Linked DNA regions of Zea mays: all the other regions are linked to region 2. A link is a contact called in public Hi-C data. All regions are on one chromosome and are shown on one strand. The core of a region is the stretch at or near the end of the contact, and the rest is flanking DNA. Distances in the headings are between cores, read along the strand shown. Region 1 holds the start of LOC100278713. Region 2 holds the start of LOC103637390. Region 3 holds the start of LOC100286304 (triacylglycerol lipase).

Region 1 (4,635 bases), core at 1,062-3,561, 170 kb before region 2:
TTTGATTTCAAAGGGGAGAATTTGAAGAAACTAAAGCATGTCCAACCCATAATAAATACAAAAATCGTAAATTAAAAAAATAAGTATACAAGTAGTATTTTGTGGTGGATTGTAAGGAAAATAGAGGAGAACTCCATTTCGGGAAATGGTTCAAGAAAGGGAGAAGGTAAAATTTGGAGCTAGGGGAAAGCTTAAGTCTTGCCTTTGCATTCAATTGGTACATTTTAGCATTGTATAGTCTTGCCTTTGCATTGCAGCATAGCAAGTAGATTGCATTTTTTTTTATCTATTATTTGCTTGTATTGGTCATGTTATCATCAAGCACCAAAAAGTGGGGGATTATAGAAAAATGGACCTCGACCTATATAAGTTTGGATTTTGGTGTTTGATGATCAATATGACTGTTTGAACTAATAATGTTTGCTAGTGTGTTTTTATGTAGTCCAAACAGGATGAAAAGTGGGCTTGGACTTAAGTGAAGTAGTGATTCAGATGATCAACACCTCAAGCAAGACATCAGTAGATGAGCTTAAGACCTAAAAGACAAGCAAAAGTTTAAGATACAATATGGAACCAATATAGATGTGAACATCATGGAAAAATAAAGTGAAAGAAGGTTTTGTAGAGAAAACCCTACCCTATCTTCAGTAGGAGCATCAAACCAATAGATCAAGGAAGAGGGCACCTAGATCTAAAGTCTGGAATGATTTCAATGAGCTAACTCATGTCATTGATGGTAAGAGGGTCAGGTATGGTGCCCTTTGCAAGTATTATAAGCAGACTTGAAGTGTCAAATCTAGCTACGGTCTGGTCACTTGCTCTGCATCATTCCAATGTTAAGAAAGAACAAGAACATGATGTATTGTTCAATTAGTTTTAAAATTTAAGTAAATCTATTATAAATGGAGGCCCCAATACCATAAGAACTATTTTTACTATTATATATATCAACTAATTAAAATAATTCGATGTATCATAGAAAAACTTGAGTGGTAAAAAATAGAAATCAAATTATTATCTCAAATATATTATAAGGAACACCTTAAAATGACTTCTAACATTTATAGATACAAAATCATCATTGATGGCTTCAATATTAATAGCATCTAACATTTTCTTCTCAACACATAAAGTTGATAGCCTATTTAACATTTCTTGAGACATTGTAGACCTTAAACAATTCTTTAATAATTTTAGCTTTGAGAAGCTTTTTTAGTTGATGTCACAACTTCTGGTACTATAAATAATATCCGATAAAGCAATAAATATATTGGGATAACAATCTATTTCTCTCACAAACTAAAAAAATCCCTAGCAAAAATTGGTCTATCTAGCAGTGTCATTTGCAATATTCTTAACTCTAATATCAGATTATTTACATTCGTTCGTGTGTAAACTATGGCCTACTAAGCTGATCGCTAGTCTAAGACCTAAGAGTAAGGGTTCCTATATACACTAAGAAGGTGGGGGCCATGAGAAGTGGGGGTCCAGGGCGGTTGACCCCCTTGACCCCCTCAGGCACGACCCTAGTTCAGCGTGCCATACCTAATTTGTGCTTGAACCCGATCATGTATGACGACATGTTTAGACATGTATAGCTGGTCCCTTCTCACGCCGCCGACCGATTATAGCGCGTTTACTAGCATCAACCAATCTGCACACCCACGCTCCCTGCCATACCTTTTCAACCCAAAGATTTGTTTCCCAAGCGCGGCGCCCCGTGCCTTCTGCTTAAACCCCGCAGCGCAGAGCATCACCGTTGTCGCCGCTCAGCAGTCATGTACGAGTGCTTAAACTCAGCTAATATTTTTAAGGGCTAGTTTGGGAACCACATTTTTTAAGGGATTTTCATTTCCCAAAAAAAATTAGTTTATTTTTCCATGGGAAATGAGAAAATGGAGTTCCCATACTAGCCCTAATAAGACATAAATGATCTCTCGAAAATGAGTGCATCAAAGAATAAATCGACCGTTTTCTTCTTTTAAACATTCACTCTGTCGGAGCTTGAAAATCACACACAAAAAAGACAATTATGAATTGCTAAACAAGATTTTGCAGACCGCAAAAGCCATTCCGCGCTGACAACGTGAGTATCCATTGAAAGAACACCAACCGGATAAATCTCAGTAGAATGTAGGCTTGTAATTCTTTACCTTCAGAACAGAGTGTTGAAAAGGATGAGTCTTACTAGGTAAAAAAAGAGGTCAAATTCATTGCAATCATCCAGTCAAATTCACTGCTCTCATGGGCCTAGCGGGCTGAACCTTATGTTTCCCCTGCCTGCTGCTGCTGCTGCGAGCCGAGGTCAGGTCGGCTACAGTGCACATTGCTAAACGCTCCCGCCGTCTCGCGAGCCGCCGCCGGGTCCTTACGCAAGTCCGCGACGTGCATCGCCTGGAGAGGCTCCCGTCTCGCCGCCCTGGGGATCCCATCTCATCTGTGCAGCCGCGCGTGGCCCAAGGGAGCCAGAAGCTAAGGTGAGGAGTTCCCAAGCTTCGAGATGCAGAAACTTTTTGTTAAATCTACTGCTTGTGTAGGATCATTAGTTCAAATCCGGTGCTTGCGCGTGCAGGCCATGCTACCCATGCGTAAATAAAAAGGTTTCACCTGTTGCATCTGTCACTCTCGATATACTCGCGCTCTAAAATCTCGCCCTAATTGGTAAATACAACTGGTTTGCCCCCAATTAGGCCTTGCCTTAATCCACATGTATTGAGGTGGATTGGGGTTCACTCAAATCCACCTCAATACATGTGGATTGAGGTGAATACAAGAGTATCCTCAATTATGTGACTGCAAAACTTCATTTCAATTTTTTTTCATTGGTCCTCTTGCGATCGGCATGCAAGCGAATTGTGTAGTGGAATACCCCCCGGGCTTGATAAAACAAGGTGATCATGTTGCCCACCTATCTGAAGGTGTAACTTCATCTCGTTTCAGAGTTAGAGAGGCGCGTGATGTCTTCAGAGGAGGCGAGGGCAAGCTTTTCGGAGTTGGTGGTTGGTTCGCCAACCCGGACAGAGGGCGAAACTTATTCTTCAGGTGATATGTCGTCTGAGGAGGGTGCACACGTCACTTGTTTCACAGAGGATCTTCACGATGTAACACTTCACTTTCAGATAGTGAGGTTTTCTAAACAGGTAGGCATGTTTTCTTGGCTCCAATTGAAGTATCAAACTGAAAAAAAAGTTCTTCAAATTCATAACATAGCACAGATTCATCAATATTATATAAAAACTTATGTAACTTCTGATGATGTAAGGCTTAAACGTCGTTCATTGCTGTGCTCTACCAGCTGGCTGTGTACTTTTATTCAGTAAAATAAGTAACTAGCTGTCTAGCATATCATGTTGTGACCTGATCACCTGAAAGTATGCTAGTTTTAGCATTTTAGTAAGTTTATCATGTCCTCGTAAGGTTGTTCACGTTGTGGTCACGATGGTTATGACTGGCGGAACGCTTTATGTCACTTGTAATAGTCAGCTCCAAGTCCTTAATCTGCCTGGACAAAAACTCATGTGTTGCCGTACTCTATGCATTCATTGTATTTTAGATGTATATTTGTTTCAGTCCTCACAGCTTGTTTTTTTTAAAGAATATCCTCATAGCTTGTTGGCAGTGTGTTACGTCTCATGATTTAATTGGTGTATACAGAACATTTTTTTGTTAGTAATCATATTTTAGCTTTTCCTTTCATTCATTTCGATGCAGATATACGTGTGGGTTGGATGCAACACAGCAAAGTTTGGCCATTTATATGCTGCTGCAACCACTAGACCGGTAAGCGCTAATCGTTTTCATTCTTAGAGGATGCTGTCTAATTATTTATGTTGTCATTTGTGCCATGTTGTCTTTTCGTGTCCCTTTTAGGATAACAGAGTGAGTGTTACCTCTGTACTAGGAGGAACATCTGATAACACCGGTTCAAGTATGGCTCGCCGTCTAGGTACCGTTTCTGTTTGCAGTTGCAGTGGCTAATTGTGCTGCATTCACGGTTAGCTTTTAGTAACAGAAAGGTTGCACCCTACATGTCCCAGTGCTGAAGACTGGCCTGAACATAGTCCTGGCATGCAACATCCCAAAGGACAGCCCCATACTTGAGGTACTTACAGGTGGGCTGCATAGTTGCATAACGATCTTGTTGACATATCTGACACTCACTGTGGTTTCATGATCTCAGGCTGCTGCGGAGAGGAAGCTGGTTGAGAAGCTGAAAGGTTTGGGCTACATTAAAACCCCAGCTGTGGGGGCTAACACTTCCTCGGCACAATGATCCGTGGTGTGATCTAGTGAGCTTTCGGTCGACGTGTAGCTTCATCACTACATCCAGCAGAGAGCGGTTGTGATTTTTGGCGGGCTTTGACTGTGCTACCTGTTCTCTCATGTGGCAAAAGGTTATTGTGAACATGTTCGTTGTGATGTACTCCGCCCTAAAATAAACCCCCTTCGTATTTCAAGGAGAAACAATCTTAATTCTGACTAAATATATACCAAAAATACTGATATTTATGATACCGGATAAACATCATTAGATTAATCATGTCATACATTTTATAGTAAATATGTTTAGAGATCCAAATGTAGATACAATTTTTAACCTAATGAAAGTTAAGATTGATTGATCTGTCGAAATAA
Region 2 (4,342 bases), core at 1,025-3,524:
CTATGCCATATAAATCTGTACATAACAGAAAGTTAAAAAATATCTAAGTTAAACTTCAGTTTAGTATGTAGCAGTTGTTCCTTTAATATAGTTCTTTGCAGAATGTAACCTGGGAAAACATCTATGCTAATATGTTATTAATTTTTGGATGATTATTTTGAAGACACTTCTTAGCATCATCCTTGGTTCTTAATACAGAAAATGCATCTTATATTTTTTTCTTGCTCCCTTCCCTTATCTTCTTTCAGGGAATATACCATGTTTAAGGATTTTCCACCTATATTTTTGCATACACTTGTGTAATTCTCTCATGTTTCGTATATCATGTACATGTCAGGATTATAAATTGTCTTGTGAAAAACATTATTGTTGACATCTCATTTAATCAAGTCGGTGGATTATGCACACTATGTTTTCTTGAGGAGGTGTGTTCTTACTTTCCAAAACCATCTTAATTTGTATATGCAATAATACAGAGCACATGCTCAAAACTTTTACCATTTATGATTCAAGTGTTTAAATATGATTGATTTTCTACCTATATTTGTTTAATGATTGCATTTTAATAGATTGATAACTTGATCAACCAATACCATTTATTCTAGAGGAGTATCATATTGATAAAGGCAGGGTGTTTCTATGAGAGTCGTATTCTTGGAGCTCACCATGGTCTTATATCTACTTACGCATTGGAGATGCTTGTTCTATACATATTCCATATATTTAACAACTCTTTCATCGGACCTCTTGGAAGTGACAGACATCACTCGATGTTGGCCTCTTGGAGATGCTTGTTCTATGCACAATATGGCGAGCTATGGAGTTCATGTAGTGCTCCAACAGATCTAGCAGGCAATCGTAGGAAGTTAGTAGATAAGATGACTGGATTTTCATGTGTGAAGGGCTACATCCTATTTCGTTCAGATTTCCTTTGTGTCGCTTAGGAATCGTTTGTTTGCTAGATTGCCACTGGTGGGCAAAATGTAACAGGATCACCATTGTTTGTTTTTGTCATTGATAAATCAGTACAACTTCATGCCACTAAGGCAGGGTATTCAACTATTCATCAGTTTCTCAGTTATGCAAAATAATTCTCAGCTATGTAAAATTATTATTGTCTTCTCTGACTTTCGTATGTCATGTGTACTTGGAGTCTTAGGTGGACTTGTATAGCTGGTTATTGAAAGCTAAAATCTGTTAGGCCTTGTTCGGTTATTCCCATTATACATGGATTGGATGAGATTGGAAAAAATTTAGAAGAACTTTGACTTGCTTGGGATTTAAACCCACCCAATCCCACTCAATCCACATGGATTGAGAGCTAACCGAACAAGCCCTTAGATGGCACAACACTTAGATTAGTTCATATTCAATGAAGTTGCACAACTTATGGTGCTGGTTGTTTCATTGTTACAGTTAGCTACTGATGGTAATTTATCTGATATTTTATCAAATGACAGACTTAGGCACCAGTGCCTACCTGTTCACAGTTTGAATCAGCCCACTCTTTTTCTTTCCTCTTGGTACTTTGTTTTCCTGATGACCAAGATGTTCACAGTTTGAATCGGCTCACCCTTTTGCTTTCCTCTTGGTACTTTGTTTTCCTGATGACCAAGGTTGCATGCCCAAGTTTCCTTTGTGTGGCTAATCTTACAATAACTGCTTAACCCAAAAATAGAGAAGTGCTATCAAAGTTGTTATGCACGAGGTTTATTTTCCGTCGCAGTGTACGAGCACTTAACTATGATATTATATGTTTCCGTTACAACGCACGAGCACTCACCTAGTTCAGAAAGAGAAGACACGAAGGAGACCGGAGGAAGTAGATCAATCTGAAGAGTTGCTAATCAAGTCCTCAATCGATCTTTTGGTTAAATTGAGCACTTGAACCCATGTCCCCTTGCTTCAGAACTTTTGGGTTAACCACTAGAACACACGTACCTTAGTGTTTTATAAATAAAAAATAGTTATATTTGAGTATATAACAACTGTAGCAATTATATACATAAATCTAATAAGAACCTAATATGGGCATCTGATGATATCACGGTTTCACCCTCCGCGCTACCACACCGTTCAAAAAATAGTGCAAAGTGAGCACTCGAACCCACCTCGCTCTAAACATTTGAGAGTAGTCATCAGATTACATACCTTAGTGTTTAGAAATAAACAATAATTATATTTAAATAAATATTTTAAAATCGTAGCAAAGCACATGCAACTGACTAGTAGACCAATAATTTCTTTGCCAATAAGACCCATATATTTCAACTTACTCGTATTCATCATGGCCGTCGACAGCAGGCTTATCACGGCCCATTCGTCCAGCTCATTTTTCTCTTCTCTTCGCCTCCTTTCTCACCGTTGCAGTTGCAGTTGCAGCCTTGCTGGTTCAGATCTCCCCGACCCTGCCACGGCGCCACCAGACCAGCACAACATCACTGCTACCTCCCCTTTGCTCATCCCCAGATCTCCAGACTCCAGATCTCTGCTCCTGCCCCCGCCTGCCTCTTGCCAGCGACAACCCCGCCGCAGCACGCGGCGGCCGCGGGGAGATGCTCCGCCTACGGGCGTTCCGGCCGACGAGCGACAAAGTCGTGAAGATCCAGCTCCACCCCACTCACCCCTGGCTCGTCACCGCGGACGCCAACGACCGCGTCTCTGTCTGGAACTGGGAGCACCGCCAGGTACCGCTTGCTTTTAGGGACCTTCTAGCAATCTGCTTGTTTGATCCCGCGATACAGAGAGGCTTCGAAGCTTTGTTTGGGGCCCATTTGATCTCACGGTGCTTTGTAATCCGTTAGGTGATCTATGAGCTGAAGGCAGGTGGCGTTGATGAGCGTCGCTTGGTTGGAGCGAAGCTTGAGAAACTCGCTGAGGGAGATGGTATGTGGCGCAGTAGTTCAGTTTCGTTTATTATTATCGGTGGTTTTTGGCATGGTATGTGGTTGTTGTGCATAGTTTAATGCTGTTCACACTGGCCAATTGTGACATATGGTTGTGCATTTGTTAAAATGGGCGTTTATTTACTGTTTGGGACGACCTGAATTTGTCAGAGTGTCCGAAGCTGAAATGTCATTTCTCTGTCCTTGTAGAGATATGATACGTTGCTTGATTTCCTGTAGTAATGCAATCTCATGGTAATGGTGGTAAACTGTATCAATGAAAATCCTTATTCTCATATACTCATCTCTAGAAGGAACGACAACACAAAATACTTCATTGCTAGGACATGGTTACATTCAACTTGCACTGCATTACTAGCGTATTAAGTATTGGTTTGATATCACCACTAAAGTTTGTATGGTTTGATATCACCACTAAAGTTTGTATTTCAAATGTTATTTGCAAAACATACTTGTCTGCAACATGCCAATATCCTATCCTAAATGTAGGCTAAATCTTGATCCTTGTTGAAGCTAGCTGTGTTTTTTTTATCATTCTCGACTTCACATTTTTGCTGCCCCCTTCACTTCCAATACCCATGGTATTTAGTGTTTTGTTGATTATCCCTTTTCAAGCCATATCAGTGGAAGTAATATGTGCTTCTCGCTTTACCCATGTGCAATGTTTTGTGCAGATTCAAAAGGAAAGCCCACCGAGGCTATTCGAGGGGGAAGGTATGTCCCTTAATTATGATGATCATGCTACCCTAACTTGCTTGGGACTTAAATGCTTTGTTGTTATTGTTAATTATGATGATCATGTGCATATTACCTTCACCTGACTCCCGATGGGTCTACTGTTCTTCTCCAAGTGTAAAGCAGGTTTCCTTTTATGATGATGATGTTCGCTTTTGGCAACATTGGCGCAATTGTTCTGCTGCTGCTGAGGCCCCAACTGCAGTCAATCAGCAATCTTCCATGTTCAGTGCACCTGCACCTTCGACACGAGGAAGACACTTTGTTGTCATTTGTTGTGAGAACAAAGTCATATTTTTGGATTTGGTGACTATGCGGGGCCGCGATGTTCCTAAGCAGGAGCTTGACAATAGGTCACTTCTTTGGTATGGTTATTTTTCTCTAGTTACTTAAGTTTATGGGTACAATTCTTTGTTCATGACATTTAGATGTGTCTAATTGGATAATGCATACAAGGTTTATTTTCTCTAACCATGTTCATTTTTGGGTAGTTGATTCAGGAGCGAAACTATCACAAAATTTTGGATGTTGAGAGTTTAACCTACATTGTACACCACTTGAGGCCTATAGGCTACTTTTTGCACTTTGGCTACTTGACACCATTTATTTTATATATCATAGAATGTAGAGTAACCGGTGTATTCTTTCTATGTCCTGGATCATTAGGGATATGCTAATTTTACTGGTACTTTTTGTGGCAA
Region 3 (4,974 bases), core at 1,238-3,737, 180 kb before region 2:
CTCTACACAGATTTGAGAAGCGCTGATGAATTGAACTTTCAATTTATTTGTGTTGCTATTCTTAATTTATATCCCAATTATTGGACTTACATATGAAGGGTGGGCCTGATGCAGCGGTAGAGCCTATCATCTGTAACTGGAAGGTCTCGGGTTTGAGCCCCAGCCTCTACATATTATGCGGGTAAGACTTGACGTTTAAAGATACCCTTTTCCATACCTCGCACAGTGCGGGAAGTTTACGACACTGGGTACGTCTTTTAATTGGACTTCCCCAGACCTCGCATAGTACGGGAAGCCTACGGCACTGGGTACGCCTTTTAATTGGACTTCCCCAGACCTCGCATAGTACGGGAAGCCTACGGCACTGGATACGCCTTTTAATTGGACTTACATATAAAGTTAAAAGAGAAAATAGATGTTACTTTGAAATGCATGATGGTTCCTTTATTTTTTAGGTGTATTAAATCGAAATGAATTAATTGATTTTGAGATACTAAATTATGTGTGTTTGGTCAAGGCTTGATATATGATGGTGATAGACCAACGAAACATACTCCCTCCATAAAAAAACTTAATCTTCTAGGATTGTCCTAAGTTTAATATCTAGAGTTTGACTAATATTGTACATAAAGGTTAACACTTATGTCACCAATTGGTATGACTACTTTTTAATATAAAGAGATCAAAATTTCAATGGTTTAACTTAGGTCAATCCTCAAACGTCAAGTTTGAGGGAGTACTTTGGAAGTGATAGGTAAATTAGCGAGGTGTATCTATGTTATTTATAAACCCCTGTTCTCATATACTTGGCACTTGCTGCTATAAAAGTATTATGCAAGTATTCTAGATAAATCTACAATCTATGAGGGAGTACATGTTCCTTTATATAGAGACGTGAGACCCATTAGACTTTGTTTGGGTACTCTAGTATTGACCCAATTTACATATGTTGAGGTGGATTGAGATGTAGATTAGTTTAAGTTAGACCCCAATCCACCTCAATACATATGAATTGGGGTCAATACTAGAGTACCCAAACTAGGCCTTAGAGGTATAAGTGGTATTTGTCCATATAACCCTACTAAGATTTCTTAGCAAGACTAACGGTTCCAGACGTTGGTCAGTATTTTTACATAAACTCTTCTATTATAGTAGTGGAGAAGAGATTATAAGAGCATGGGTTGGTTTTAAAGAAATTTATGTTTTTTTAAAAAAATATTGACGCGGGACGACCGTTGAAACTAGTGCTTTAATAGAGGTAGAGACTTATTTTTTATATAAACTCTCATATTATAGTAATAGAGATAGAGAAGAGATTATAGGAATGCATGTTGATTCTAAAAAATGTAGGGTTTTTTTAAAAAAATATTAACGCAGGGCGACCATTGAAACTGATGTTTTAAGAGCAACTCCAGTAGTTTTCTAAAAGACTTCCTAAATCAATAATTTAGGTAGTTAACATAAAAACTATTCTCCAACAGTTCTCTAAACGAATTTTCTAAATTTAAGAACTTGTCATCTAACCTCATTTTCTCTCTACATTTGGCAACCATTTAACAACTCCCTAAACAAAAATATTGACTGCATTATATAGTTTTTGTGACTTATTTTTTATATGGATATATACAACACAAAATTACAACCTGTATTTAGAGAACTATTGGAGAACTCACATTTTTTTACTCCAAAAAATATTTAGTAACTTCTTAAATCTATGATTTAGAGAGCTAAAATTTACATAACTATTGGAGTTGCTCTAATACCGTAGAAAAGAGATACCAATAGAGAAGAGAAGTGGCATTTGCCCATGTAACCTGCTAGTGTTTCATAACTAACGGTTCCAGACGCTGGATACTGGGCTCCTGGCCTGCGGCTGTGTGGCATCAGCAGGCCCTCACTTTGAGGCTTATTACAGCAGCCCAGTAGCCCACTATGCTCAGAATTTATTGCAATACACATCCATATCCACCTGCACTGCATCTGGCCATCTGCATCTGCATCCACACCGAAAGAGCTGCTAGGTCGTCACTTCGAGAGAATTAATTTCTTGATATTTTGTTGGGTTTAAAAAAGTGTTTCTTCTATGTATCACTATAAAAATTTATAATTAATTATCTCGAACACTGGCGCGAACTTTTTTCTTCACTATTTGTGTGGACATCTTCAACGACATGGGCACATGGCCCACACATCAGGACGGAAGGTGGACCTAATGACTTTTTTAATAGCTTATATAGAATTTTAAACTTTTATAATTATACTGATACAAAAAAAAACTAAAAAAATGGGTAGCTTTGTCTCATGTTCCATATTCCTTCCCTGATTCTCACATTTCCCCCCACAAGCTATTGCTTCCATACACATGTTGCTTTCCTTCCAGCTGCAGTTCTGCAGCCCTGTGCATGCAGCACACCCTGCACGCGCTGCCATTCATACGCCCATGCTCCACAGGTCCATAAATAAACGACAGCCAGTTCGTTCAGTTGCAATTGCAAGCAGCACAAGCTAGTCTCCAAGATGCACCGCTCCTTCCTCCTCGTCTGTGCACTCGTAGCCACCGCGCTTTCCACCGACACCACCGTTGCCGCCGCCCAGAGCCAGAGCCAGAGCCAGAGCCAGAGGTCATGGGCCGAACTCAGCGGGCGGGACAACTGGGACGGGCTCCTGGACCCGCTCGACGGCGACCTCCGGCGCGCCGTCATCCGGTACGGGGAGCTGGCGCAGGCGACGTCGGACGCGTTCATCGGCGACCCGGCGTCGCCGTACGCGGGCGCGTCGCGGTACGCCCCCGGCGCGTTCCTCCGCAGGGCGCAGGCGCCCGACCCGGACGCGTACAACGTGACGAGGTTCCTGTACGCGACGTCGAGCGCGCGCGTCCCCGGCCAGTTCATCACGCGGCCGGCGCCGCCGGGGGCGTGGAGCGCCGAGTCCAACTGGATGGGGTACGTCGCCGTGGCCACGGACGCCGGCGTCGCGAGGCTGGGGAGGCGGGACATCGTGGTGGCGTGGCGCGGGACCAAGCGCGCCGTGGAGTGGGCCAACGACCTGGACATCACGCTGGTGCCGGCGGCGGGCGTCGTCGGGCCTGGCCCCGGGTGGTCGCAGCCGGCGGTGCACCGGGGTTTCTTGTCCGTGTACGCGTCGAGGAACTCCACGTCGCGGTTCAACAAGCAAAGCGCCAGAGAGCAGGTAATCTAGTTTTGACTCCTCCCTCGTGTGCTTTATTCGCCGACACAGTCTCTCTAGTGTTTCCTTTCCTTGTGTCCTTCCATTCCATGGCACAATAGCCACTGACTGATGGCCAGTAATTTTGCGGTGACTTTCGTAATTTTTTTGCATGCGCACGAGATAGGACAAACTGGAGTGCCGTTGTGGCGCGGTTTGTTCACACGTTTGCATCCAAATGTTGGACCTTTTGTGTCGTCACAATAAATGGTTGAGATTCCGACAGTACGTACAGGTAGTAGCTCGTAGCCCCGTATGTTTTTTAGGATACCGACAGAGACATTTGAAGAGAGCAAGCTTCTTTGTTTCACACGCTGTAGGGGACTGGCAAATGATTTGGCTGGTGCGTTCTAGTAGCCATTTGTGTTGATAGGAACATGCATTTTCATCTTGTATAGAATCTTGTAGGAACGGGAACATCTTAGGTGTTGGTGTCCACAAGAATTTGCCGAGAAGCAACAAGACAGTACGCCGCAAACTGTTTGTCCGTTAATGATAGGCATAGGGTGGACGACGAAACGACAAACCGGCCTTCTTGATTGGATTGGGAAGGAGACGTGAATCGCTTTCCTTCCAAATCTAGTCTAGGTACTGATACTCCACTGAACGAACGAGTGCCAAATTAATCCTGCATGCAGGTGTTGGCCGAGATTAGAAGGCTATTGGACGCGTACAAGGGCGAGAACTGCAGCATCACGCTAACCGGCCACAGCCTGGGCGCGGCGCTCTCCACGCTCACCGCCATCGACATCGTCGCCAACGGCCTCAACGTCCGGGGCCCCAACAACGACACGGTCCCCGTCGCCGCCATCGTCTTCGGCAGCCCCCGCGTGGGCGACGACCAGTTCAAGAAGGCGTTCGACTCGACGCCCGGCGCCCGGCTGCTCCGGGTCCGGAACGCGCCCGACGTCGTGCCCACCGTCCTGCCCAACGCCTTCTACAAGGATGTCGGCGTGGAGCTGCTGCTGGACACGCGCAAGTCGCCGCACCTCAAGAGGCCCGGCCCGGGCCCCGCCGCCTGGCACAACCTCGAGTGCTACCTGCACGGCGTCGCCGGCACGCAGGGCGCCGGCGACGCCGCCGGGTTCAGCCTGGAGGTGGACCGCGACGTCGCGCTGGTGAACAAGGAGGTGGACGCGCTCAGCGACGACTACCCCGTGCCGGCGGCCTGGTGGGTGGAGGGGAACAAGGGCATGACCAGGGACGCCAGCGGACGCTGGGTTTTGCAGGATCATGAGGAGGGTAACCTCGCTATGTGATGATTTTGATAACTTCATTAAAGGTGGTTATTAACGAATTAATAATACGAAAGCAAGAGTTTTCTCGACAATAAAAAACATCTCATCGGACCGTTAGAGCATCTCCAAGAGAGCCCAAAAAATAATCTCCCAATACAAGGGAATAAGGATCTCCCTAAATCTCTTAGTTCCATTCTATATATGGGTCTCCAACAGATCCCAAGATTTTCTCAAAATTTAAATCCATAAAGTCCCACAAATGTCGTACGTACCTGTACCTGCCATCTCAACCTTCCTGTGCTGCCATCTCTTCCTGCGCCGCCACCAAACGTGCAGACGTCCTGGCGTACAGTGGTGGCGTTGATTTTTTCCCCAGGCGCTGCTGATTATTCCAGGTCGACGCCGGAAAGCTCATGTGAGACCACTTGTATTGATTATTGTTTTTGCTGTCGATTAAATCATGCGGAGCCGACCAGTCCATTTAATCAGAGTACATGTGATTAGGTTTCAT

What was found. A called contact is a pair of places that touch in the nucleus more often than the background predicts.
Region 1: a contact with region 2 is called in a Hi-C map of ear, with 2.6 times the contacts expected there. The contact joins the promoter of LOC100278713 here to the promoter of LOC103637390 in region 2. A contact is called at or near these places in 5 of 25 Hi-C or Micro-C datasets (bundle sheath, ear and leaf).
Region 3: a contact with region 2 is called in a Hi-C map of ear, with 1.9 times the contacts expected there. The contact joins the promoter of LOC100286304 here to the promoter of LOC103637390 in region 2. A contact is called at or near these places in 2 of 25 Hi-C or Micro-C datasets (ear and leaf).

The regions. Positions count from the first base shown.
Region 1 is chr8:151,141,481-151,146,115 of Zm-B73-REFERENCE-NAM-5.0, forward strand. LOC100278713 reads left to right here and starts at 2,312. Exons shown (of 6, transcript NM_001352911.1): 1 at 2,312-2,477; 2 at 2,941-3,140; 3 at 3,712-3,780; 4 at 3,871-3,946; 5 at 4,038-4,102; 6 at 4,181-4,451. The coding sequence starts at 2,958. The coding sequence ends at 4,273.
Region 2 is chr8:151,307,976-151,312,317 of Zm-B73-REFERENCE-NAM-5.0, forward strand. LOC103637390 reads left to right here and starts at 2,275. Exons shown (of 21, transcript XM_020542492.2): 1 at 2,275-2,687; 2 at 2,805-2,886; 3 at 3,581-3,620; 4 at 3,758-4,006. The coding sequence starts at 2,556.
Region 3 is chr8:151,123,166-151,128,139 of Zm-B73-REFERENCE-NAM-5.0, forward strand. LOC100286304 (triacylglycerol lipase) reads left to right here and starts at 2,488. Exons shown (of 2, transcript NM_001159191.2): 1 at 2,488-3,189; 2 at 3,864-4,555. The coding sequence starts at 2,518. The coding sequence ends at 4,484. It overlaps LOC103637388, which reads left to right and starts at 4,792. Exons shown (of 3, transcript XM_020542772.3): 1 at 4,792-4,878; 2 at 4,968-4,974.